7 separate regions of the Mus musculus genome follow, and all the other regions are linked to region 1. The links are chromatin contacts, called in public HiChIP or PLAC-seq and promoter capture Hi-C maps. All regions are on one chromosome and are shown on one strand. Each heading gives the region's core, a stretch centred on a gene start, on an enhancer-like site or on the middle of the called end of the contact. The rest is flanking DNA. Distances are from core to core; before and after follow the strand shown.

Region 1 (3,758 bases), core at 667-3,166:
TGATTATTTAATTCTATCACAGGTTAAAAGTAAAAAGCTCTGACAGGCAGACAAGTGAATGGCAAGGGGGAAAAGAAAAAAGAAAAAAAGAAAACTACCAGTCTTTCTTACAAGATGTTAAAACTGGAGTGATAAAAATTATACACATATATATCTTACTTTCATGTAAAAGATACGCCATCACCCACTCACCCAAACGGCGGAAAATCCACACAGAAGAACCGAATACTCCATAAAGTGCAATCAAGGGAGCAAACAGTCAAATTCCATTAAAAGGTTGGGGTTGGGAGAAAAAGAAAATTCCATCCAGTCCTGTGTGTGTACATATATATGGATATATGTATAAACACTTTCATTACTTAGCAGTCTTTGCCCCACACTCCCACCCTCTCCATCCACCTAACCCCCACCCCAAAACAACAACAACAACAAAAATCCCACCCCGAGTTTAACTAATTTACATACCATTTGACTTCACCCCTGTTGAGAGCATTAATAGAAACATGCAACTTCAAGATTAGAGCTAAAGCCAATGAAAGTGTCCGCAAATAACATATTAATAAAAACTGAAATGCATAAAGAAGTGAAAGCAAATACAAAAAAAAAAAAAAAAGCACAGTGACAGATTAAAATAAACAGACATAGACATGTTTAAAAAGAATTGGACATCATGAGCATCTGGTTCCCAAGCAGCCTCCAATGGTTTTTATCATGCTATTTAATTTGTCTTCCCTATTTAAATGCAAAGGAAGTAAATTCCAAAACTGACATACCATAAACACTGGTGCTACTGATCATTTCTTGCTGGTAGCACAAAAAGCTGAATTGGATTTCTCACAAGCAGGAATTCCAAAGGTTGCTTTTCATTAAAGCCACTTTTCCTCTCAGCTATCAAATGTCACTGCCTTGAAACGTGGGCCCTTTCGTCAGGTATTCATTTAACCTACATGCATATAATTAAGGGGGAAAGCAACATCAACAAAAAGGGGATCTCAGATCACAGGAGAAGAAAGAAAGGAAAAAAAGCACATGACCGGGAATACAAGTCCATGTCAATTTCACTCACTCCCATTGAAACTAACAAGAGCTCCGGGGAGGACGGTAATAGGATCAGTGGATTGTATATACCATTAAATTATACATCTTTCTCTCCCGTTCCTTGCCAACAATACGCCCACCACGCTGTACCCCCTCCCGCATGATGTGCTTACAGTTTTCTGCAACCGATCCTCTGACATTTTTCTCGATCCCCCAGCCACGAGATTGTAATTTAACCTCAACTTTTTGTGTGTGTGCAAGATTCTTATTTACACTTCTTATTTACTTAGAAGTTAGTTCCCGAAGAAAGTCTAGCCCCACCCTATGGCTCCGCTTTCTTATTTTATTTTTTTTATTTTTTGAGGTAAAAAGATAGTAGTGAGTAAGCCCAATATCGCGAAAAGCGAGATTCTTGCAGTCACGAACTCTTAATCCCATACTATTGTTATAACGATTAAGCTGCAGAAATATGCATCATAATGTTTCAGGGCTACTTTGTACAGAGAAATTAGACAGCAGGTTGGCGTACAAAATAGAAACGAATGCAAATTAAATTTACTGTTTACGGCACAACTCTGAGACCTCTTCTCACTACAGGTCTTGGATCTATCTATATTCTTTAAAAATAAAACAAAAACAAAAAATTTAAACAGATGGTAAAAAACTACGAAGCTCTCCTTACCTGGACGCGCAGAGCGAGCTCCCGATAGGTTAGCGTAGCATCGATCCGATGTGTTTGCTGATGAATGGAAGCTAGGGTTAAGTGAAGGTGCCTATGATTTGAAATCATTCCAAGTTTTTGAAGGGAAGACGGACTGCAGCCTCTGCCATGTTGGAATTTCAAACCCAAAACAGCTGCTTGGAAGGAGCCAGCATGCCAGAGGCTGAGCGCAGGCGCAGAGCGCCGCCGAGCCAAATTCAAATCACTTTCACACTAAGAGCCAAAGATCAGTTTTCAAAGGAGAGAGGGAGAAAGAGACGCAGGCGGCCGCGCGGCCGGGCGTCGGGAGGCAGTGGCGAGAGGCGGGCGTTGGAGCGCGGCGGGCCGGGAGCCCCGGGAGGGAGCGGCGGCGCGGGCCGGGACTGCAGGGGGAGCGGAGGCGGGAGGCGGCGAGCGGCGCCCGGCCGCGGGCGGACAGGGAGGGCGCAATGGCCGGCCGCCGGGTCATGTTACACGGCCCGGGCCTCGGCGGCCGCCCAGCCTCACAGCTGCGCTCCCGCGGCCCGGAGGGGGCCCCGAGGTCATGCCGGCGCGCGGGGACGCGGAGCCCGGCCCAGCCCGCGCGCGGGGAGCGACGCCCCCGGGGGAAGCGAGCCCCGCTGTCCACGCGCGATCGCGCGTCCCTGAGGGCCCCTCCCCGGTCCTCCGGTCACCACCGTAGCCTGGCCAGCCCTCCCTGCTGCTGCGCGCACGGGACGGGGACCGGGACGTGGAGCCGGGACGTCCCCTATCCCCGAGGCTCCCCGCACCAGTCCGAAAATGACTTTATCTGCTAGGGAGAGGCAAGTTGGGGAGGCAGATCAGCTTGAACCCACTTCACCGCCTCCACCTCCCCGGGAATAAATAAAAACCCTAAGTATCTAGGTGTGCGGTCCCCTCTCAAGCTCCCCCGGCTCCCCTCCCTACCTCCCCCAGGCGGCTCGGGCAGGGGAGAGCAGCGCCCGGGGGCCCACGGTGAGGGCTGTTGGTGCGCAGGCAGAGACCTGGGGCTTCAGCTTTCCCAGCCCCCCGCTATGGAGCAATCTGGGGACCCAGGAGAAGGAAGAGAGTCGGGGCTTTGTGGTGCTGGGAGCTGAGGAAGAATGAAATGTGCAGTTGAGTGTGTGGCTCGCATCCCAGGGAGCAGTGCCGTGCTGATTGTCTGTGGCTGAGATAGCCTTTTGTTCGCAACATAAGGTTTAAGAAACACACACACGTTTTCTGGGGTCTCTTGTTAGATGTAAATGTGCTGCATCCAGACGCTTACTATGCAGTGTAAGCTCAGTTGGTTTACTAATCACCCCGCCCCACCCCCAAACAATCAGGATCATTTGAATGGGAACCTCATTCAGACTTCTGGGCTGAGAGGATTGCCTTCAACCTATTTCATCCTAGACTAGCCAACCATCCAACTGAGATAATAAAGCAAACAATAACATTTGATCATGATGTCTACGAGATAATGTGCCCGGCAAAGTTCTTAAGGAATTGTAATGAGAGAAAGAGAGAGTTGGGCAATAATTTCTCTTCATTTTCATTAAATATGACTTTAATAGATAAATGGTGAGTTTATACTTTGGCCTGCTGGATGTCCAGTCCTCTATATTTCAACTAAGCTGAGAATGCAAGAGGCAAATTATGTATTCGACCAGGAGGCCATCTAGCTGAAAATGTTACTTTGAAGGTTGGAGCAGAAAATACACTTGTTTAGGAAGAATGTCCTTCCTCACTGTCCGCATGTCTGTCCGTATGTCTGCTAGCTTCTAGGCTGGAGCTTTAATAGACAAAACTCCAGCTCTCATAAAAGGCCAAACATATACTTAGAAATTCATTTCTTTCTTCATTTGAGATTTTCTTGCATCTCAATAGATGCACTTATCACAATAAATTAAATGGTTAAATCTGGGCAGATGACAATTAAAAAGAAAAGAGAACTGGATATCAAAAATAATGTTTGTTAAGAATTAGATTTCTATTTAGAATAGATTTCTGGATTTTTTTTTTTTAACTAGGATTGGAA
Region 2 (3,758 bases), core at 564-3,063, 920 kb after region 1:
TCAGTCAAGGGCCAAGCAAATTCTCGTTTGATGCTTTGTTTTGGTTTGGTTTGGTTTTTTTGCAAAACTCTTGAAGTCTGTGTGGGCACAAGCCTTGGAAGACCTTAGGGTTTCACAGGTTTGGAGGTGCATACCTGCTTCTTCCTTGAATTGGCCCTGGGAAACAGGCCTGCTGACAGCACAGATGTAAGCGGAGAGCAGCAGAGCTCAGGAAAGGGGTTGGGAATGGGTGGCTTTTCCAGAACATCCAGATCTTTCATTTTTCTCCTACACCAAGAGAACATAGGACGTCATTTACATAAAACAGAATAGGAAATGTAATTGCTGTCAGGGGAAAGAGCATTGCTCAGGCTAACGTGTACCGCTTGGTGACAAGGCTAACACTCTATAAGTAGGTGTACAGGAAAGAGCAAGGATGTCGTGCCCATGGGTCAAAAATAAAATATGCCAATTACCACAAATAATTCTATACCACCTCCCCCACCCCATCTCACAGAAAAAGAAAAGAAGAAGAAGAAAAGCCTTGGGAGGCATTGACACTCCATTTCCTGTACTTAGGGCTTTCCTGAACACCAACACAGGCTACATCATGATTTATGCAAACATTACCCAGGGGAGTGTGCCATTTCCTGGCTCCTATTAAATTGACAAAATCTGTAAGTTACATCCAGTAAACTCATCCCCAGGATTTTTTTTTTACTCATCACTGCTGGAAGTTATGATTTATTAAATATAGATGTGGTTCATCTCACTTCGAATTTCATTCACAATGTTGCCCACACACAGTCTGCTAATTTTTCAAGTGCTTATAGATACAGAACACCAAGGCAGTCCTTCTGGGAAGGTAAGTCAATAGAATGTGTTAGCAGGAATGTAACGCTAGGCCACTGGGGAGTTATTTTAACTTGACTGAAGTCAGAGCGCTTTGCAAATCCTGACAAAGAAGCAGGAGTGGTATTTAGATGTGCGACTGCAAAAAGCCACGGATTCTTAAGCTCTTCTCGCCTTTTTCTTTCCTAAGTATGACAACTCCAAAGGCACTTAATGCTCATTGCTGTGGAGATGAGAAACCTTGGAAAGCCGCTGCCCTTTCCTGTGGAACATAAAGACGGCTCAAATGTCAACCCCTGCTCTGCCTCTCCCGGGTCCTTGGAAGACTCTATCTACGTGGGAGGTGAACACATTCAAGCTTGGATTTTTGAAGCCTATAGTGTAATAGGAAAAGGGCCACCCAGCAGCTGAATGTGGTCAGTCTGGAGTGAAGCCTTCTGGTTCACCCCAAAGGGCAAAGGTGAGACAGACCGCTCTCCACCACCCCGTGATGCTATTTATAACAGGGCACCTGGAGATCGTGGTGCCCTCCTGACCCCGCGGGATCTGGCTCCAAGGGAATTGTCTTCAGACACTTTCCAAACTTGGTCCGGCTCTGGGCACACACTCACCCCTGGGCCGCCTCCATACCCCAAGAGCGGATTGCTGACCCGGACACCACCACGAAGCTGCCTACCTGTCTATGGCACCGCGGAGGGTCGCATCGGAGGCGGGGGACAGCGCGTGCAGTCCGGGGACCTGCGCCGGGTCCTGGGCGTCTCCCTTGCCCTGGGCAACGCGGCACACCTGCACTGCCAGCGGCGAATCCTGGGCGCCTGCCCGGCCCGCGGCGCTCTGCCCGTCTTGCAGGGACGTGGTCATGGTCGTAGGCCAGGGGTCTAGGGAGTCATCGACCGCGAGGCGAAAGCTACGAAGGGCTGGGGGCGAGCAGAGCCGAGCGGTTGCAGGCAGCGAGCGCCTTGCAGGTGCGGTGGCAGGGCCGCCTGCGCTCACGGCCAGGGCGGCTGGGACGCGGTGGGGCGGGGAGCGGGGGAGGGGCGGGGGCGGAGGAGGAGGGTGGGGACGTAGAGGGTGGGGACCGGGAAGAGCGGTGCTGGGGGGCGGGGAGGATGGAGCGCCAGCCTGGCGGGCCCTGCGCGTAGCCCGGGCACTCGGGGGCGCTGGTGTCACTCTCCTGAAGCGTGGGGACCTCGACCTCAGGCTCCCTAAGTCCCACCGCCGCTTTCCCAAGTGGGTGACCCAGCACAAGGCTGAAAGTCCCGCGGGCCGAGTGCCACTCTGGGCTAGGAGGACCGACCTCCAATCTGCCTGGGTCCAGGCAGAACTGGTCCTTAGACCCTTCCGTGCCAGTAGGGCCACGGGAGATCACCTAAGCTGTGGCTTGATCATCAAGACAGACCCACAGTACTGGCAAACCAGGAGGAAATCTTAGGGCAATGTATTCTCCAGTCCCGCCCCCCACCCCGCGCTCCCTCCCCCACCACCCCTTTCCTTTTCCTCCGTGGCAAGAGATGGAGTAAAGTGAGGAAAAATCAGGGTTGCTGTCTTAGAAAAACTCCTTTGAACTGGTGAGAATTCTCAGTAAAACCTGAATGAATCTCAAGGTGCCTGGGATTATTAATAGAGTTTTTTCCTTGTGTTCGTTCTTTCTTTCTTTCTTTCTTTCTTTCTTTCTTTCTTTCTTTCTTTCTTTCTTTCCTTCTTTCCTTCTTTCCTTCTTTCCTTCTTTCCTTCTTTCCTTCTTTCCTTCTTTCCTTCTTTCTTTCTTTTCTTTTCTTTTTATTTATTTTTTATATTTTTACTTAGTTATTAATTAATTTTTTTTTTTTTTTGGTTTTTGGAGACCAGGGTTTCTCTGTGTAGCCCTGTCTGGCCTGGAACTCACCCTGTAGACCAGGATGGCCTCGAACTCAGAAATCTGCCTGCCTCTGCCTCTGCCTCCCAAGTGCTGGGATTAAAGGCCTGTGCCACCACTGCCCAGTTCTTTTCTTTTTTTAATGAGAGCATCTTTCTCATATTTTCCACATTCTGCCTTGCTCTCCTAACTATTCCATGAATCTACTACTTGCCTCATTTTATACATAAGAATATTAGGGTCCCCAAGCAACCCAGGGCAAGGCCCTGCTTAGCTCTTAGTTAACAGATGCACTCAGGATTCATCCCATAAGCTTCCATGTCAACCTAGGCAATGAAACAGTAGAGGCATTGTGTTCTTCCAGGATGCAGCAACCATACCCTGAAATCCGGACTTCTGTCCCTGCTTTTCATGAAGTATCCTACATCCTGTGCACCGTGGAGGACTTTCAGAGAGTTTACACACTCTTTGTTCTCTGACCAACTTAGATATCATCTGGTCCTGGCACCTGTTTCCCTAAGTCAACCTCCACTTCTTCTGTCCATGGCAAGATAAACATCCCTCCTGAAAAAGTGAGCCATCCTTGTTGTCCTGCTTGAGTATATCCCCTATCAGAATGTCAGCCCCAAACTCTGATGACAACTGGGGTTAAAATTGGCATGCTTCCTGGTTATAACCACTCCACGAACTGAGAACACTTGAGTCACAAAATAGGTAATAATCAACTTCTTCATCTTCCTAAAGTCTAAATTAAGAATTAAAACAGCATGAATGTCCATGACTGTGTGGAAGCTGTGGCTTCCAGGAGTCCTTATAAAAGGCAGTGGCCAACCCAGAACAAAAGAGTGGCTTCCCTGGGGGATAAAGCTAATACTAATGGTCTTAGCTAAAGCTTATCACTATACATGTGGGCTTTAAATGCATTTAATGGCAAAGCACTGAGTGGTGGTTTGAATATGCTTGGCCCATAGAAAGTGGCACTGTTAGGAGGTATGGCCTTGTTGGAATAGTTGTGGCCTTGCTGAAGGAAGTGTGTCTCTGTGTAAACAGGCTTTGAGGTCTCCATGTGCTC
Region 3 (3,758 bases), core at 342-2,841, 870 kb after region 1:
CTAGGGCCAGAATGCAATAGGAAAAGATTTGGGATGTTTCAAATAAGTTTGCATTCCTGGACAAAAGTAGCCCCTTATAGTCTCACTAGTGGACATGTCCTAAAGTTGACCTGGAAAGAGATTCCACATTGCCACATATGCAAATCTGCCTCATATATAGGCTTCCATCCAAAGTTATGCCCATATACATATGTGCACATGTGCATATGTGGACACACATAGGTATAAGCTTCCATTCTAAGCTACCCCCACATACTTATGTGCACATGCACATATGTGCACACGTGCACACACACACACATTTCTGTGCATTTGAATCCAATGTACATTATACAGAGTCAAGTCAAAAATCCCTTGCTAATTTCCCAATGACGTCATCCAAGACCTGTCTCTGAATAGTCAGTGTTTTAAGATACATGTAGTCATGTAGGGTTAACTCCTCTTTACATGATACAAACCTTCTCAGATGCTAACAAACACTTAACCACACTTAAGGCAGAAAACCACTGGTTAAGCTTAGGTTGGGCACAATGTTATCCTGATGTCTCCTTTCAGTTTTTAAGTAACCATTTATTCTCAGAATAACCACTATACATGTGTAAGTGAAAAAGTTCAAATCAGTTCACACAGTGAGAAAGAAGGACAAAAGGAGAGGGGAGGAGGGGAAAGAGTGTAGAGATGAGGAGACAGACAAAAGGATGCAGACATGGTGCATCCAGCTGCAACACTCTTATGGAGACAAACAGCATCCACCCACGCATGCACTGTTAGGAACTATTTGTCTTCATTGATCTTTAAAATTTTTTCCCCATAATTTAATGTCTCAGAAACTCAAATGAATTTTACCATTAAAGGTCTGTTGGAGTTTAATGAGAGGTGTGTTGAATGACATTATCATGTGATATATAGTGCCAAACAGCCAATGGTATATGCTATGTACAGTCTCCCTGTGATGTTTACGTATTACTCTATAGACTTTAAGTCACACCTCTGAAAAAAATAACTTTCCAAATCCTAACATTCCCATACTGTGACAGTTCTAGAGGACAACCAATTTATATCCAGGCTGTAATTCTGTTTCCTTTAAACGTTCCCATGTATCTGTGTGAAACCCATAGCGTGCATATTCCTATTCAAAGCACACACACACACACACAATGTTGTCAGAATAATAAGATAATAAAAGTTAGCAGAATTCAGGCTGAACAATTGACAAAGGTCCTAATCTCAGAAAGAAGAAAGCCAAGGCGAGGGAAGAAGTGACTTGTTCAGGCACCTGCTCCCTGGCAGAACCATGGAACCTGTATTGGCTCCACCTAGACACTGTCTGAACTCCTCCCCCACTGCTAGTCCAGTGTCCATGCCTCTTTAAGCTGCGACTGCTTCATGACACGTTCTTTTAAAAGATTAGCAAGCTAAGCATCACACCAGAATATATAAATGAGATGTATGTCACAAAGCACCTAGTTTTTGAATGCCAAAGAGTTGCTTGCGTTTTCATTGTTTTCTGAATGTTACAAAGCATGCAACTATAGAAACAGCCAGCAGAGGGAGGCTTTATTCTGAGTTGGTACTAATACAGACCCCAGATAGATTTTTCTGTCTGGGGCAATGGCTCAGCTTGCTGCCAAGGCTGCATCTTTAAATGAATCCTGTGGGGACATACAGTGGGTGCCAAAGAGAGGAAGAAGGAAACTGACTTCCACAAGTTATTCTCTCACCTCCTCAAAGATGTCCACACTACCCCGAACACACATAGATAGTAAATAAATAAATGTAAAACAAAAAAGCAAATATGTATACTGACAGAAACCAAAAGACTGTTAATTGCATGAAGTTCCTTCTTGATATATTTATAATCTTGTATCAAAGTAGATTTTTTAAATTTCTGAACAGTTGGACGTTTAAGATTAGTTGCTTCTATATTAACATTGAGAAAATATCCTGTGAACATATATACAGGCATAAATATACATGTGTGTTAGAGAAAGAGAAAATATTTCTCAGATCCTGTGATTTAGAATACTGATATCAAAATTTCTCTTCAAAAATTAATTTGGCTGCTAGAGTTAATTTAATTTCAGAAACTCCTGTCGATATTTTCCAAAGTACAGAGACACAGGACAGGTCATGGGGCTTTAGTAACTTTCTGAAAATGTTATGATTACCAAATACTATTTTAATGTCTTTTTTTTGGGGGGGGGGACTGTCTGAAGGCTGAACATTTTTAATACTTTACCAGGGTGGAAATCTTTACATTTTCAGAGGGAAGTAGCATCTGAAATTACCAAAAGCCCTACTTCTTTCTTTGCCAACAAGAGATTATTATTTTTAAATTCTGGCTCAGGCGACTGGGGCGCCGCCAAGAAAGCCAGCCCTTCAGACAGTCCCGAGCAGGAGTCTGAGACTGGCCATCACTCCAGCTATTTTTAATCAGCCTTGTGTGCCAGGCATGGACCAGGCATTGTGGTTTACAAAATAACGTGAGGCTCGGTGCCTGTTCCCATGGAGTTACAGCCCAGGTGTCTACAGTGCTGAGAATACTGGAATCTGATCTGGGTCAGACTGGTGGGGAACTTCAGGAGAACATCTTCTAAATCTTCAACTTCTCATACTTTAAAATGTATGAAGAGCTAACAGCACTCAGTGTTGTATGTTGCATAGTAATCATATTGTGAATTCTAAAGGAAAATCATCTATGGTGAGTAGGTCCTAAGATATCCTTATAGCCCCAGTATATTCTCAGGTTAGCTTAGTCACTGACTTAGAAGTAAGGCTGAGGACACGGCAAGGAACGCCAAGTCAGCGGGTAAAAGTAGATTGGCAAAAGAGGTGAGAATTGTTCCACGTGAAGCATACAGGTAAGAGAAGAAAGTAACACAGCTGTTCTGTAGAGCAGGCCATGCAGTCTGTGCCCAGGCTGCACTGTGGAACAGGGCCACACACAGGATGTTCCATAAAGCAGGCTGCACAGTGTCTATCCAGAATGCTGTGCAGAGCAGGGATGTATAGTATGTGTGCCCAGGCTGTTTTGAGGAGCTTGGCCATGTGGTATGTATTCCTCAGCTGGGGCATGCAGCACGTGAGCTCCCATTGTTCTACGAAAGTTTTCTTTCTGAGAAGACAGGCCTAGCCTACAACCCTGCACTCTGCCATTTATTAGCAGGAGCTTTGAGGATGGCCTTTCTCCAACCAATCTTCCTCGCCCAAAATGGGTTTGACCAGCAGCCTTGGGAGGTTCTTACAAAGATTAAAAAGAGTCTGGACTCAGTGCTAAGCAGATCACAGCTCCTTTGATTTTTTTTTTCTTTTCTTCCTTTGATTTCTACTGGTCTATGAGGATGGCAGAAAGTCTTCCATCTTGCCAAAAGCCACAAGTTAGAGCTGGATAAAAATAATGAAAAGTCCTGGGACTGTGGCTTTTCACCCTAAGGGATAAAACTCTAAGAAGAATAAAGAAAAACAATAATGTTGAGAAATACTAATAGTAGGTCAGTATCCTGTTTTCACAAAAAACAACACTTACACAAATAATACTAATTTCCATCTGAGTCCCCTTGTTTGAAGTGCTTGAGTGGAAAGTGTATCAGATTTCCTTCCCTCCCCCCTCTCTCTCTGGAATATTGCATACACAATGAGCTATCCTAAAGAAAGAATCTCTCTGTAAACACAGAATTCATTTACGTTTCATTTATACACAAAGCCTGTGGGCAATTCTATTCAGTGTCTTTGGTATACATTATTTTTCCTCATGACAT
Region 4 (3,758 bases), core at 500-2,999, 820 kb after region 1:
GCAGTCTGTTTCCTTCTGAATTCTGCCACTGTTCTGTAGAGTTAGGATAGCACAACTATTGCCTGTTCTTGGAGAGGATTCTGTACTCTTTACTAAGCAGAAACCTACCATGGTTTTGCTTAATATTCTTTTCTCATTTTAAATTATTTTTAAATTTTATTTTTTTTCCTCAGGCTTTTTGGCATGAATCACTTCATATTTGCTGGAGTTGCTGATCATATAATTAAAAAAAAAATCAAAGGATCGGGGCGGGGGGGGGGGGGGGGGAACAACACTTCAGACAACTATTGGAAAAATCCAGAAAAAGGGCATCTCAAGAAGAATCGCCAGCATTCCAGCAGTCTTACAAAACAAATCTCTGCTACTCCATGAGCTACTAGTATGCACCCTACACACACACACACACACACACACACGCACAGGCATGCAGCAGCAATGCAAGAGAAACAGCGCCTGTGATTTCATCTGGTTAAAATGAAGTTAGCAGGAAACATCAACAAAAGCATGGATTTTTGAGAGGAGGACGGAGGCAAAGGTGATTTTCAAGCACTGCTTTTTAAAAAATTTGTTAGTGACATTCATGGAAGGACTTCTTAGTGGCCTTTTAACAATAGGTGGCATGAGGTCTATACAATATCGCTAAATCACATTTTGTGGAAAAGGGGGAAATTTAATTTTTTTTACAATTCCTGTATTCCTTATATTAATTCAGGCTCATAAAACCATTTCTGCCAAACTTAACTTCAGTCAAAGCACCCAAATTATATTGAATAAAAGGCACAAAAGGAAACCCAAGGCTCCCAAAGCAAATGCATTCAGAGCATCTCCATTACAAGAACCTGAAGTCACAATTACTTACGGGTATAATTTGATAGTGTTTTATCTTTTGTCCATGACTCATTGACAGTACAAAAGTTCTGGGGTTACTCTGACTATCCCGTACCAAGAAAACTCTAAAGAAAGAAAAGGCATTTCATTATGTTTCTCTGTACACTCAGCTTTCATAGAAATACTTTGGTGTAGAAATGCAGGGAAGCATACTATAAATGCTATAGCCGGGGCCTCCTTTACCAGGTGGTCAGTGGGTAAGACTCTCCAACTTGGCAAACAACAGGTAATAAACTTATGCTGTAAAACTATCATTATACTAATGGATATAGCAGGGTAAATACACAAACCTTTGGTGAGGTTGTGTGCTCACAACTGCCAATATAATGGTAAAGTGGCATCAATAATTACTGTCATGTCCTTTGCTCACTGAGAAACTAGGCACTCTCTCATAACCATCCATCACAAAGAATGGACATTGCTATTTTGACTGACAGGGCATGACAGGCCCCGGAAAGGAGGAAATTATTTGGAATTAAATAGGGTTTTCCCTTCTTCTGCAGTGGATCCTCTTGTTTTTACCACTATTAGACTCATTAGTAAGAAATGAATATATTCTAACAAATTAATCTTGAAATTGTTTGTGAAATGTTTAGGTAACAATGTTTTAAGTAAAAGAAATACCCGAACAACATGCACTTTAACCTTGAAGAGTCCAGCAGAAAACCTTTATAATGTCAGGCTAGACAAGCAAGATGTGGCCTAATGGCCTAGGAAAAAATTCTACCAGGCAGGGATTCGTATTTACTGGCAGTGCTGCGCAAAACCCGTTTTGTATTAATTATTGGCAAGCACACTGTGTAAATGTCCCTATGCTGACTCCAATACTAATCTCACTGTGCCTGGGCAAAGAGGCAGCCAATGTCTGAGCAAAGCATCCATTTCATGCGTTCTGTGTGAGGCTCAGAGATTACATCACTGGAGGACAGGACAAAAGGGCATTTCAGTGGTAAAGAAAGCTACAATTCTCTTCCCTTCCCAAGAAGATCAGCACTACCACCTAGTGGGCTACTTGGCACCATCACGTCTATCCAAAGAAATAAAAAGGGGGAACATTTTTTTTAAAAACCATACTAGTATGTTATTCTTTCTTCGATTACTTTCTTTATTTCTATAAATACTGGACTCTGAAATTAAGGAAATTGTAATCCTCTATTATGTAAATACTTTTTTCTCTTGGTCTCTGTGAGACTACAGTTTGTTAAATTTATAACCACAAAAGGTGTGCTTCATGTAGAGAGTCATAGTCACAGCTCTTCTTAGAGTCTAGTGAAATGAGCAAATGTGCATCTTTATCGTAACATCAGCATTAAACAGCTCAATGTTGTCAACACCTTAAGGCAATCTTTGCAGATACAAGATCCCATCACCATTGTTTAAATGGATCCTGCTTTCTCCCCTCTTTAAACATCAACACAATCCCCTCATTTGCTCTGCAGTTAAGAAAAAAATCTGGCTAGAATTATACAGAGTGGATGAAATATACTCAATAAAATGGAAAAGCCTTCTGATTTAACTGCTCCATAAGTCATTCTATCCTCCTCTCTTATACTCCATAATACACAATAAAAACAATGAGAGATATCACCAACAAGTAATTTTATAGCTATTACTATTTTAACAAAATGGCAATACAGATATTAAGAGAAAAATAAACCAGGCAAGAATTCAAAATATATAGGAAAAAGCTTTTCAACTAAGGTATTTGCATCATATCCAAGAAAACCAATTCAGGACAACATCATGCTATGAAATACATTTGGGAGCATATCTATTGTATGTGCAAACCAAAATGTTGACATCTCAATCAGACTAGGCTACCCCCACTCATACATTAGAGTCTGAGATGATAGAATCCACACAAATAAAGTGAATATTAATGCTAACTGGTCAAGGATAAAGTATCCTGTTATTTGGACATTTGTGCACAAATATTAAACACCAATAGAATGCAGTGACAACCACGCTTATGTAACAAAAGTTCTTCTGCTTTGTGACAAGGCACAGTCATAATTTCATAGCATGTGTTAAATAATTATCATGCATACATAGAAAAAAATCCAAACATGACCACTCAGACTTACCCATCCACAGGCCCCTGCCGAATGATCAGCCGCTGAGCCTCATCTCTGGAAATTCTGTGGTGAAACCATGGTTGGGACCGATGGAGAGCTGGGGGAAGAAGACAAAGGTTTGTCTGTCGTGATCCTGATTTCACTGCATGCAATCCCTGTCCCATCCCATGTGACCGTATCTAAAGGAACATCAATCTGACAGAGAGCAAACATACCCATGTTCACAGCAGAGCTCTGGGAGGGGGCACTGGGGCTTCCGTGATTCCCCAGGCGTAAACAGCCTTTTTTCTGAGCAAGAAAAGGAACAAAAGTAAAACTCAACTTCTCGGATAAAATGACTCAAACCATGAACATTTGAGATAAATGAAGCTGCTGGTACCCTCCACGCGAGGCCTTCCTCAACAGCAACCGAAAGCGCTTCAGTGGGGTTGTCTATGACTCTGCTCTTCTCACCTGAGAAGTCCATTGCTACTAGGGAATTCTCTGATACGCTTCTCTGAAAAATAGAAACAACCGAAAATAAACATTTGAACTATCAATATACACTTCATCACTAAACTTCAGCTTTGAACTTGGCCATATGCATCCATTCTGGACTGGGATGCTGCCAGGGTCCCTGTAAGTGTCATGGTTGGCAGGGAAAAGATCCACACTAGGTGAAGAATGAAACTCTAGTTAGCACCACTTTAGCAGGCACTGGGGCAAACTGCCAGAATCAGACCTAGTTGGTTTTATTTCCTCTTACACATTTTACTCGCAGTTAAACTTTGCAAACAGATTTCCACATGACACTCA
Region 5 (3,758 bases), core at 496-2,995, 790 kb after region 1:
AGGGAGAGATTCCACAAACCAGGACAGAGTGGGGAAAAATTCTAGCACTTCCATAAATGTCAATAAACACTGGTCTAGGGACCATAGGATGTCCCAATATATTTTCGTATAAAAGTTGTTACCAGAGGGTCTTAAAATAAAAGTACTGGAGGGAAACCCAAGGGTCTAGTGGGAAAGGATAGACTATTCTGAAGCCTGTACATTACAACAGAGGAGACTCCCATGCCCCTGAGCCAATTGAATAATCTGTTTCATTGACACAATTATTAAATCATTGATTACAGTGCTGAGTGGTCCTGTATCCGTTGCCTTTATTGCAGGTGAGTTGTAGCTATCGCCAGCTGTTTCTGTGGCAAGTTTTTCAGCTGCAGAGGAGCTGGCATTGTGCCCAGATGCAGCCTGGGTGCCCTACAGCTTCAAAGTGTTTTTTTTTCTTTCCCCCAGTGAGTGCTTCTCTCTGTCATTACATGGTTTCTCTGCGCTCTCGTCAGTACAATAGAATTCATAAAACTGGAACTCAGAAACAAAGAGATAACTTACTGGCAAGTAATGAAACACAGAGAGATTGTTCAAGCAGTGTAAACGCAAAAGGGCTTTGAACCAGCTTAAACGATCTACTCCTACCCCATCGCCCCATTGTCAAACATGGCATAAAATAGGCAAGTGCCTGAACCTCTTTAAAAAAATAAAACACTATCTTTGCCTTAATGCTTTGCTCATCTGTTGCCTACAGATCTTCTACTCAGTTCTAACCGCTGGTTTGCATTCGGCCCACTTGTCCAGGTTGTATCTACTAAGGCTGACTCAACCCCAAATTTCTCTAAGGAATATTCCCCCAAATAATGCAGTTTCTACTACTAAACTGTCCTTCCCTTTCCTTTCAGAGTAATTCCATCACTTCTGAGTGATGTGCCAGTCACTCGGCTGTCAGATGCTGGGACAAGTGTGGGAACATTGAAAAGCCACACAGGTCCACAAATGGTGAGAGACACTTGCACAGATGCCAAAGGTCCTCTGGAAAACTTCCTCAATGACTTGCATGGGCAGACTGATGAAGTCTCCTGCCATCTCTGGTGGAAAGGAAGTGGCTCAGGTATGGATTACCAGATTCCCGAAAATTCAAAATCCAGATCAAAAGCTTTTAGGATATGCATTTTAGTTCCCTGAGACTTAAGAGTTTTATTTCTTGATGTTGTTTCATTTGGGGGATGTGTGTTACATGTATGTGGGGCATGTATGTGAATGTGAAGATATGAATGCTTATGGTTAGATGGCAGCGATGTGCATTGAGTGACTTCCTGTATGGCTTGCCACTTTACTGCTTTGATATAGGATCCCTCACTGAAATAGAAGTTTGCTATTTCTAAGTGGCTGGCTGGTCAGCGAGCTCTTAGGATATGCCTGCCTTCACTTGCTAGTGTTGGGGGCAGAGCCACTGGGGGACCCAACAACAGGGTAGACCATCTCCCTCAAAACACCAATTAAAAATCCAAATTAATACTAATCTCTTCAGCTTAAACATCATCCTCTTTGCCTGTCTTGAAATCAAGCTTGCAACTCAATAGTACAGGATTTCAGAATTTCCGAGTACAGCTGTCTTTGTTCCCTTTTCACATAAAGTAGATGGAAAATCTTCAAGATTAAGAAATAGATTGAACAATCACAGAATCATGGAAGCTTCAACATAAAGGAGACCTAGGAGAGCATTGACTTTGTCTATGCTTTCATTTGTAAAGATGAGGAGACTGATGTCAGCAGAGGGGTAGAGCCCAGGCACAAACCAGAGTTTGTTAGCTAAGCACAGACAGGGCTTGCTTTTGTTGTTAGAATAAGGGATTAAATGATTCCAATTCGTGCCATCTCCTTTATTCAGAAAGTTTACCATTCCTCATCTCCTTTTGTCTGTGTAACCATGACAATTGCTGGGAATAATATAGTTATCAGTATAAAAATAGCCTCATTAGAACCAACAAGGAGCTCGCCAATCAGCTTAGACCTATTAAAGGGCTGATAACCACTTTCCAGCCTTCTAGTTTGCAAAGCACACTCTCTCTGGACTCCTCCCTTAGGCTAGTTCTTTCCTTGTCGGAGCTGTCTCTGTCAATCAGTTTGACAGCTGGGATTTACGAGTAGAATCCTGCCTGAGAAAGCTCGGCTCTCAAGCAGGCTCAACTGGATCTTGCCCTGGGATTTGTGACCTGCTGCCGCTTTTGAGAACCCCTGATGTCATGTCTGAGGCAAAAGTGAACATTTCCCTCTGTGTATCCAGCAAAGGAGAGAGAAAAACTGGGCATCATTTGAAAATTGACACACTTATTAGCAAGATTCCTTTGGAGAGCATTGATTAGTGTTTGGTTTCTTTGCTGGTAGCCTGTTTTCCCTACCACTTCCTGATGATAGAGTGTACTGATCTATGTAGCTTTGCACTCAGCGAAGAACAGTTCATAAAGGGACCTTCGTGATGCACTCACATACCTCTCAGAACAAATACAAACCGGGGAAAGTGAAAACTCAGAACTAGGAAAAGGTAGAAAGATCCTATAATGTAGTTGCAATCATTGACTAATTTCATTTGTCTAACCAGTGAAAAGACAATGTCATACTGAATTCTCTGGTTGAGCCACATGAAGAGTTGGGAAGAGATGATGGAGCAGAGCTCAACAGATTGCCTCAAAAATAATGTTTTATTTCAAGTTAGACCTGGTTTTAAAAATAAGCAGATCCAATAACAAAACAGACTGGAGAAAACTCTAGAAATAGATCTGCCCATGAATGAGAAGTAGAACTAGGGGGTCAGATGCAAAGGAAATTCAGAAAAAGCAAACAAAATAGGATTTCATAACATAGCAATTCATAGTGCAATTGAATATCCCTAATCAGAACAGATCACAAATCTATAGGCAAAATGAAAACCTATCAGACACCACCCCCCCCCAAAAAAAACCAACAAAATGGAAGATCATTTGTAATTGAGTTAGGGATCCGTGAAAGATAAAATTGAATTGAAACCTCTCCTAGCTAAGAATTTCTGCTCAAAAGATACCTACCATAGAAAGAATGAAAATACACAGATGGGGTGAAAATATTTACAAATCACCTTTCCGATAAAAGATTTTTTTTAAGCCCAAACATGAGTAAATCTTATATACTCTCTTGTGGTAATACAAACAATTTCAGCAATACTAGCAAAGCAAATTCAGTAATAGTAAGACACAAATTTAAAATTAAAAGGAAGGAGCTAAATATTTGCATAGGCAGACCATCAGACAGGATGTGACAACAGGGAAGAGGGGTGTGGTCAGATTTAGGGAAAGGAAAAGGGAAACAAGATGTCATTTCAGAATATTATTTTTTCCTCTCTCTTTTTTTTGGTTGGTTATTTTATTTATTTACATTTCAAATGTTACCTTCTTCCCAGTTTCCCCTCTAAAAATTCCCTATCCCATCCCCCCACCCCCTGCTTCCATGAGGGAGCTCCCCCACCTGCCCACCCTAGCATTCCACTGGGACATCAGAGTCTCCATAGGACCAGGGGCCTCCCCTCCCATTGATACCAAATAAAGCCATCCTCTGCCACATAAACAGCTGAATCCATGGGTCCCCTCATGTGTACTCTTTGGTTGGTAGTTTAATCCCTGCGAGCTTTGGGAGTCTGGTTGGTTGATAGTGTTGTTCTTCCTATGGGGTTATAAACCCCTTCAGCTCCTTAGTTCCTCCCCTAACTCCTCTATTGGGGTCCCCATGCTCCGTCTGAAATT
Region 6 (3,758 bases), core at 939-3,438, 590 kb before region 1:
TTGTCAGTGCATGTGTTCTGAAGGACGAAGATTAATTCTTCTTTAATACTTCTTAAACAGTGCAGTGTTAGTGGATAGCCCCTCAGTATGCCACTAGTATATGGGCAGTACGAATTGAATTGGGAGGGTTGTTAAAAATAAAACAAGAAGGAGATGGAAAAATGCCATAATGATTACAAGCACTGGCTCTTCTTCCAGAGGACCATTGTTCAATTCCCAGCTGTATGTAATTCCATTTCCATGGGATCTGATGACCTCTTCTGGTCTTGGTGGCTACTGAATCCATGCAGTGCACAGGCAAAACACCCATATGCACAACAATAAACAATACAATTTAATTAAGAGAACAAAACACAAAGTGAAGAGGATGTGAAGGTGAGACAATGTACAAATATAAAAGAGGGATGTAGCAGGCTTTCGGAAGAGGAGTTGAAGTGTGCAAATAATAAAAATAAATTGTGTGATATTCTCAAAGAATGAATAAAATATTATATTCAAAAACAGATAAACAAGTGTAAAGCTGACCACCTTATTAACGGAGAGACTTACATTTACAGGGTGTTCATGGCCTGTGAACTTAGAAGATAAATAGCTTAACTCTATTTAAGCCTCTTGTAAGAAAATGAAAGGAAATGTGCCCAAGTGCCAGCTCTATTTGCTTTTACAGAACTGTGATGTTGGGGAAATTTCAAAGGAGCCTATTTTATGCAAAATTATTTATTTGCTGTAATAAGCATGGATATTTAGAGGGATAACCAAAAATTTTCAACAATGCAAATTGCTTACCAGGCAACGCAAACTGGCTAGACTATAGCTGTCTCCTGACAGACTAAAACATTTAAAGAGCACAAACTTCCTTGCAGAAGCCCCTAGCTGCCCCATGCACAGACATAGACTTTTTTTCTGCCTTAATTTGCCCCTTGGATGCATAACTTGCCTTTTATTGAATGCTAATTGTTTGTAGGGTACATGGTAGCCCTCTAAGAGTCTGGCAAACCTATACACCGGGGAACTAAAGATACAATCAGCTGCATCTCAGTGCCATTGAGATTTTTTGTTCCAAGGTGAGAGGAAACTGTGACAGGAGCTGCATCTCAAGCTGTTTGTCCAGCCAGACCTGAGATTTTGGAGGCTGGTATCTGAATTTATTTATTCACAGGGAGGGTGACTGAATACAGATGCCAGTGCTGGCTGAGTTAAAAGCAAGGGAATGTAAGTGCTTAGACTTAACCTATAGCAGACCTGAGGAATAAAAAGGCCCAGAGCCCAAGGTGCAGAAAGGGAAGAAAGAAAGGGGACTGAAAGAGATCAGCCCTAATGAACTGTTCTCTGAATCCAAGGAGATTGTGGAAGTGATGTCTTAGAGACCAAGACCACTCCCAAAGAAAGCAAGGATGAAGTGGGCCAGTCATAATGCTATGTATATGGGAAGAGACAAACAGGAGGAAAATGGAAATCTGCAGCTAGAAAGACTCAATCACGCAAACCCATGCACCAAGGGTGACTCTATGACAGGTAGTCAAGAATACGTGTATACCCATGAACACACACGTTAGGTTTGCTCTTGTTTGGGTGGTTGTTGTTGGTATTTTTTGTTTTGTTTTGTTTTTTTTGTTTGTTTTTGTTTTTGTTTTTTGCCTTACTCTGAGGAATCAAAGCATAAGGTTTTATCACTCTTCATGATCCAGACTATCTTTAGGTAAGAAGAGATCTTACGTACTTATTTTCTCTCTAGGTTGAAATGTTTTATACAATTAAAAGCGGTTCATAATTGACCAGAGGTTCATCTGCACCCTTGTTTACTGGAAAATGTTGAGAAACCAAGTTGCAGAAAACACAGCTTGGGTGTTTGCTCTGGAGAGTAGAAACTGAAAGAAACCAGGAAGAAGAGGCCTGTGACTTCCTGTAAGTCCAAAGTCAATGACCTTGTGCACTTCCCAGCAGCTAACTAATCCAACCCCACGTCCCAAGACAATTTTGACCACTGGGCTTGACGAACAAATTTCTAGTAATATAAATTAGAAGAAATTATCATCTTGTCTTGTTTAATTTGTGGAAAAAATGCTATTTACTTTCTGAATGTGGCAATATGGTTCAATAAATTATCTTTCAGTTACACGTGTTTAGAAAAACAAATGGACCATCTGACTCTCCAGAATTCCCTTACAAAGCATGAGTCATTGTGAGAGTAGAGTGCCCTTCTCTGTTCTTGTCTTCTGTTTTCCCCCCTTCATCTCTCCTTTCCGAATTACTTCCCTACATATTTATACCTAGTGAACACTAGGCAGTCCAGCCATGGCACATATCATTGTGAAAACTAGAACAGAGAAGTTCTCTCTTGTGGACTTCCTAATGGCAAAGTAGTACACTCAAAATGCTCTCGGGTGCTGCAGTGGTAATGCTGTATGGGCTTCTGCTTGGAGAGAAGAGGAAAGGCAGCAGAGCCCGTGATGCACTAGGTAAGTGTAGTTCATTCTATTATAGTACATACATTTTAGTGATATACCAGAAGTCAGAACACTGAATTCAGTCATGTGTCCTCCGACCTCTCTCCTTAAATCCCTGTTTGGTTTTCCTTTGTTTACTCATTTTTATGATGTTCTTTACAACAACTGTAATGATGTTCAGTGTTTTATTATTAGGCTCTTGGATTCTGCTCACTTCCTAATTGATATCCCCACTATGGCTATAACAGCATATTGCTCAGAGCAGAGAGGCAGTACTAGTTGAGTGAAGAAATAAATGAAATGCATTTGATACTATTTTGAGGACAACTAATCTCTACCAGCAAAGAAATGCCAAAGCAATGATCTATCATATTAACTAGATTTTAAAGGTTCTACCAAGGAAGACGTTTTTCATAAAATATAGTTGTAATTTTGGGGGTGGAAGGAAGTATGGGAAAACTATAGAACATAATCAGAAAAAGTAGGTTTAACTCCAGGCTTAATTTCTATAAACTCTTGGGCAACTGATCAAATTTCTCTGGGCTCTAGGTTCTTTTAATGAAATAATGGTAAATTATCCACCTTACCATGTTTTAATGAGAATTACCAGTAATATATGTAATGTGCTTGGACCTTGAACATGGAAGCTACCAAATTAATGGTAGCTATTAACACCATTATTTTTATTAGCAAATGCTCTACAGTGATTAAGTTACCTGCCTTTTCATTTACTAATTTAATTATTTCACATGCTATTTAGGCATTAAAATTGTAGTAGGTATGAAAATGATTCATTTCTCTAAGATACAGGATTTCTGTTAGCTTACAAAGTAAATACAGTTATTCTTGACTGTCTCATTGTCTCTCTGTACCTTTACTGTGTTAATGTCACCCTTATGCATATTAATTATTCTGAACTATATAAAATGAAATAATTTATTTATAAAAAGCATAAATGAATATGGAACTTGATTTGGAAGTACATGTCATTCCTATTTTTACATAGAGCTGTGGATAGAAAAGCTGCTTATTTTCAAAAACTTGGAATGGAGAGTAGTACCGAGACCTAGAAATTGATTTTAGAAAGCCATCAGGTCCCTGAGATATGGGCAGGAAAAGGCATCACCAGCACTGTAGGTGACAATGTTCTGACACCTACAAACATCTGACTTAGCAGACTTGTAAAGTGGTGCTTAAAAGAGTTGGTGTGGCACATAAGTAGATAATGCAAATATGTTACCGACCCCTACGAATAGTTGCAATTATGCAAATTTCAAAACCTTCATCTTTTATAATTAGGCATAGTGTGCT
Region 7 (3,758 bases), core at 871-3,370, 550 kb before region 1:
TCCTATTTTCAGCTAAATGCCATTGAGTGAAACAGGCCTTGCATGGTACATGGAGACATTGGTTTGTTCGAGACACTGATTTATGCATTGATGACCACTGTCACTATTCACATTTTATTTTAACATCAGGGTTTAACTACATAGGACCCTAACCCACAAAAGCATGCTGGGCACTCGGGTCCTTTAAAAAATATGACTTTGCTTCCATTTATTTTAAATGTATCTGGATCAAAAGTACAAGTCAACTTAAGAAAATGAAATATTGAAAAAAATTAAAAGGACAAAAAGACAAGGTCCATCAAAGTCTCTTTAGTGGACAAATTCTATAATTGGTTTTGTAGCTTAAAAAAATAAATGGTCATTTCTCTTATCTTTAATTTTTCCATATTCATGCAACTCTTTTGATGGCCTTTTAAAATCTTTTAAAAATGGAAAAGCTAAAGCCTTTTTAATGACTACCTTTTACAGAATAGAAGACAATCTCTGCCTTGCCCTACTCAGATCCTAAAGTGCTGAGGCAGGCAGAGAAGTAAGGAACTAGCATCCACGGGAGAAGGCACACTACAAAAATAACTTTTGAAACTTGGTTTTTTAAAAAAATGCACTTACTGCTAAGTTTGAATTCTGTAGCTAACTCATCCAGGCTTTAAGAAGGGGTCCTTAGATTCTGAGGACTGTGCTTACACTTAGTCTTGTTTGCAATAATTCCACATGTTTTGTCTTCAATAGGTGGAATAATTTTCCATCCACTTTCTTTAGGTCACAATGTTTAATCTTACATTTATAGATCATTTATGCCACAGTTACTCAGACAATGTTACAGCTGAGACACTACAGTTACTGTCAATAGGTCATGAGAATGGGTGATGGAAAGAAACAAGATACACTACCTATCCAAATGTCGCAATAGGAAAGCATCAGCAATCTGGACTAGCCAGAAGAAGGGACTCAAGCTGAACCAGACTCTTTATGTGTACTGAAACAGTCAGTCGCCTCTGCTCTCAAGTGGTAACATAAGAGATTAGCCAAGAGGACAAATAGGGTTTCAGAGGTGGAAAAGGAAGTGGTTGATTTGGTAGAAATGTCTCTGAAAAATCATGTTGTAATATCAAATTTTGTTTCCAAAAAATTGTGGAAAAACTTGTGTGTGTGTGGTGTGTGTGTGTGTGTGTGTGTGTGTGTGTGTGTGTGTTTCAATATGAATGAAAATGCCCCCTTAAACACAAATATTTGAATGTTTGGTCCTCAAATATGTGAGAAGGGTTAGGAGTATGGCCTTGTTAAAGGGGGTAAGCCACTTGGAGTAGACTTTGAGATTTCAAAAGCTTGTCCCTGGTCTCTGTCTCTGTCTGTCTCTGTCTCTCATGCTTGCAAATCAGATATAAGCCCTCAACTACTACTCCGGAATCATGCCTTCCTGTCTGCTGCTATATTCTTCCCACCCTGGTCACAGAAGCTAATACCCTCTGAAACTTTGAGACCCAAATGAAATGCTTTCTTTTGTAAGTTGCTTTGGCCATGCTATCTCTTTGGAGCAATAGAAAAGTAACTAAGAAAATATGAAAGTGTAAAGTTGAAAGAAAAAATGTTTTTACATGTAAAAATATTTACCTGAAAAGCAAACATATTCACAGTGAAAATTAAAAAAGAATTTCTAACACATTCATTCACTGATTTTCATCTTATCTTACCATAGCTGTATCTTCATTTCCAACAGCGGTTTCTGTTGCAGTAAATCTCCGATCAAAATATGCCCTGGCAATGAAAACAAAACACAGTTAATATGAATACATGCTGTGTGACTAGATTGGGCAGATCTACCGCCACACTACCATCTTCCACATCTCTGAGACCCCTTAGAACTTGTGGTTTCTCCAGGCATGTGCTTCTGCTCTGCTTTTCTTCTTCCTCCTCCTCCTCCTCTTCCATTTTCTCCTTCTTCTCTCTCCCCACCTTCTGCTCCACCTTCCCTTTAACTACCCAATCATCAGCTCTCCTTTATTTTACAAATGAAGGTGGGAAGCTGATTTGAAAGAAATCAACTGAGTGCTGACTCATTCCTTGTTCTCAACCCCTCACAGGAGAACAGAATTAGCATCAAATATAATTAACCCCAGAGCTATCCACAACAGGTTTCTAACAGAGGTACTGAATGAGGACTGAATTAGAGAATAAAGGGAGTAGACTAGATAGAGTCTGGAGAAAAGTAGCCTTTTGATCAGCAAAAATGTTGTATTCTGAAGAACAGGGAATAAGTTACTCTTAACTTGAACATTGGCAGGTAGGGGACTTTCTGACAGAGTAGGATGTGGCTAGTGGAAATGATTTAGTACTTAAGAGCACTGACTGCTCTTCCAGAGGACCTGAGCTTGATTTCCAGCACCCACAGGGCAGCACATGACCACCTATAACTCACATTCTGGAGGATCTAAAAGCCTCTTCTGCCTCCATAGACATTACAAGCCTATGATGTACAGACATACATGTAGACAAAACACTCATATACATAAATCAATAATATTGAAACAAAATTAACTACAGGGTAAACATTTAGAATTTGCTCATGAGTTAGCTCGAGTCAACTGTCATAAAATGTTATAAAATGTCTAGTATAATACATACCCTTGACTTTTATAGCTTAAAATAGTGTGATTATTTTTTTTAATAGAAAGCTAAAATTTCTCTAAACACCAGTGTTCACTTCTCTCTGCTTGCTTACATCAGAAACAATGTGACCAGAAAGCCTATGCTATTGCTAATAAACTTTCTATCACAAAAGCCACCACCATCAAACAAAGTAGAAATTAACCTTTCTGTCCTTAAGTTGCTCTTGCCAAATGTTTTGCAGTTTGGCAAGGTGATGATACTTTGAATTGGAACATTGTTCACACTTAACCAGTCCTTAGCATTGGTTACTAGTGGTACATATATAATCAGACTTCCCCAACCTGAGTTCATAAGATAAATAGCATTGACAGGAACCTGGAATCATGTATATTTTCACATTAGTAACTTTGCATGATTTACACCTGTTAAGTTTTTGTTTGTTTGTTTTTAGCACACATAGCTGCTACAACTGCAGTCCACACAAGTCCTATCCAGGTTGGGAAAAGTGTGTTATATATGAAACTGTTACATTAATCCATTCTTTTAACAAAAGCAAGCCTTATTTCACAGGGCTCTGGACAAGATTCTCACTAAGCTAGATTTTTCTAATTGGTCAGATTGAGCCATATTCTTGACACAAGAGAATATGACAATAGAAAGCAAAATGCCTGAACCATTCTGTCAGGCAAACCACAATGCACATAGAAAAGGAGGACAGGTTGGCCCAAAGGTAACCAGGAAGCAAATCACATAATTATGCCTGCCTGGAATAAAGGATCTCATTGTACAAGTAGAAAAAAGAAAAGAAAAGAAAAGAGGAGGAGAGGAGAGAAGAGAAGAGAAGAGAAGAGAAGAGAAGAGAAGAGAAGAGAAGAGAAAAGAAGAGAGAGGGAGAGGGAGAGGAGAGGAGAGAAGAGAAGAGAAGAGAAGAGAAGAGAAGAGAAGAGAAGAGAAGAGAAAAGAAGAGAAGAAAAGAAAAGGAAGGGTAGAGGGAAGTATAATCTGATTCTGTTAAGGTTTCACTGGGTGCACTGGCATAGCCGCAGGTCCTTGGGGGCTGAGCTGAGGCAGTAAGATCAGTAGAACCCATATGTGCTTGAGATCAACCAGGAAACACATATAACAAGACACTTTCTCAAAATTAACTAGTC

What was found. Promoter capture Hi-C pulls out the DNA fragments that hold promoters and counts their contacts. HiChIP or PLAC-seq counts read pairs in DNA pulled down with a chosen protein or histone mark.
Region 2: a promoter capture Hi-C map of liver shows a contact between it and region 1, with 4 times the contacts expected there. The contact joins the promoter of Grb14 here to the promoter of Fign in region 1. A contact is called at or near these places in 3 of 39 promoter capture datasets (hippocampal neurons and liver) and 3 of 115 datasets of contacts at active chromatin or transcription factors (embryonic stem cells, hepatocytes and stem cell-derived neural progenitor cells).
Region 3: a contact with region 1 is called in a promoter capture Hi-C map of liver, with 2.6 times the contacts expected there. The contact joins the enhancer-like site here to the promoter of Fign in region 1. A contact is called at or near these places in 2 of 39 promoter capture datasets (both in liver) and 4 of 115 datasets of contacts at active chromatin or transcription factors (the NIH/3T3 cell line, astrocytes, embryonic midbrain and 1 more).
Region 4: an H3K27ac HiChIP or PLAC-seq map of neural progenitor cells shows a contact between it and region 1, with 13 times the contacts expected there. The contact joins the enhancer-like site here to the promoter of Fign in region 1. A contact is called at or near these places in 7 of 39 promoter capture datasets (the 3T3-L1 cell line, frontonasal cranial neural crest, hippocampal neurons and 3 more), 1 of 484 Hi-C or Micro-C datasets (nephron progenitors), 15 of 115 datasets of contacts at active chromatin or transcription factors (astrocytes, cardiomyocytes, craniofacial prominence and 11 more) and 1 of 9 other capture datasets (embryonic stem cells).
Region 5: an H3K4me3 HiChIP or PLAC-seq map of forebrain shows a contact between it and region 1, with 7 times the contacts expected there. The contact joins the enhancer-like site here to the promoter of Fign in region 1. A contact is called at or near these places in 8 of 39 promoter capture datasets (the 3T3-L1 cell line, cranial neural crest, embryonic stem cells and 4 more) and 12 of 115 datasets of contacts at active chromatin or transcription factors (cardiomyocytes, craniofacial prominence, embryonic basal ganglia and 8 more).
Region 6: a contact with region 1 is called in a promoter capture Hi-C map of liver, with 3 times the contacts expected there. The contact joins the enhancer-like site here to the promoter of Fign in region 1. A contact is called at or near these places in 11 of 39 promoter capture datasets (the C10 cell line, cranial neural crest, embryonic stem cells and 5 more), 12 of 484 Hi-C or Micro-C datasets (the N1E-115 cell line, cardiomyocytes, cerebellar granule neurons and 9 more), 15 of 115 datasets of contacts at active chromatin or transcription factors (astrocytes, craniofacial prominence, embryonic basal ganglia and 10 more) and 1 of 9 other capture datasets (embryonic stem cells).
Region 7: an H3K27ac HiChIP or PLAC-seq map of embryonic stem cells shows a contact between it and region 1, with 4 times the contacts expected there. The contact joins the enhancer-like site here to the promoter of Fign in region 1. A contact is called at or near these places in 2 of 39 promoter capture datasets (embryonic stem cells and liver) and 6 of 115 datasets of contacts at active chromatin or transcription factors (embryonic hindbrain, embryonic midbrain, embryonic stem cells and 1 more).

Annotation. Positions count from the first base shown.
Region 1 is chr2:64,096,122-64,099,879 of GRCm38.p6, forward strand. It overlaps Fign (fidgetin), which reads right to left and starts at 1,917. Exons shown (of 4, transcript NM_001267846.1): 1 at 1,721-1,917; 2 at 774-943.
Region 2 is chr2:65,020,953-65,024,710 of GRCm38.p6, forward strand. Grb14 (growth factor receptor bound protein 14) reads right to left here and starts at 1,814. Exons shown (of 14, transcript NM_016719.1): 1 at 1,508-1,814; 2 at 135-267. The coding sequence starts at 1,692.
Region 3 is chr2:64,964,105-64,967,862 of GRCm38.p6, forward strand. The region is part of intron 2 of Grb14 (growth factor receptor bound protein 14); the gene reads right to left. Among named protein-coding and RNA genes, the nearest start is that of Grb14, 57 kb to the right of the region's middle. Within about 2 kb of position 1,592, at least 22 of the 459 cell types and tissues checked have an H3K27ac peak or open chromatin away from gene starts, as enhancers often do. A contact at or near this core is called in liver, where this site is marked.
Region 4 is chr2:64,913,857-64,917,614 of GRCm38.p6, forward strand. It overlaps Grb14 (growth factor receptor bound protein 14), which reads right to left. Exons shown (of 14, transcript NM_016719.1): 10 at 3,343-3,459; 11 at 3,179-3,251; 12 at 2,973-3,060; 13 at 860-953. Among named protein-coding and RNA genes, the nearest start is that of Grb14, 110 kb to the right of the region's middle. Within about 2 kb of position 1,750, at least 36 of the 459 cell types and tissues checked have an H3K27ac peak or open chromatin away from gene starts, as enhancers often do. A contact at or near this core is called in neural progenitor cells and oligodendrocyte precursor cells, where this site is marked.
Region 5 is chr2:64,885,491-64,889,248 of GRCm38.p6, forward strand. It overlaps the pseudogene Gm13578. Among named protein-coding and RNA genes, the nearest start is that of Grb14, 140 kb to the right of the region's middle. Within about 2 kb of position 1,746, at least 18 of the 459 cell types and tissues checked have an H3K27ac peak or open chromatin away from gene starts, as enhancers often do. A contact at or near this core is called in craniofacial prominence, embryonic basal ganglia and forebrain, where this site is marked.
Region 6 is chr2:63,508,808-63,512,565 of GRCm38.p6, forward strand. No RefSeq gene overlaps it. Among named protein-coding and RNA genes, the nearest start is that of Gm8541, 65 kb to the right of the region's middle. Within about 2 kb of position 2,189, at least 3 of the 459 cell types and tissues checked have an H3K27ac peak or open chromatin away from gene starts, as enhancers often do. A contact at or near this core is called in hepatocytes and liver, where this site is marked.
Region 7 is chr2:63,546,596-63,550,353 of GRCm38.p6, forward strand. It overlaps Gm8541 (predicted gene 8541), which reads right to left. Exons shown (of 6, transcript NR_152174.1): 4 at 1,692-1,755. Among named protein-coding and RNA genes, the nearest start is that of Gm8541, 27 kb to the right of the region's middle. Within about 2 kb of position 2,121, at least 4 of the 459 cell types and tissues checked have an H3K27ac peak or open chromatin away from gene starts, as enhancers often do. A contact at or near this core is called in embryonic stem cells, where this site is marked.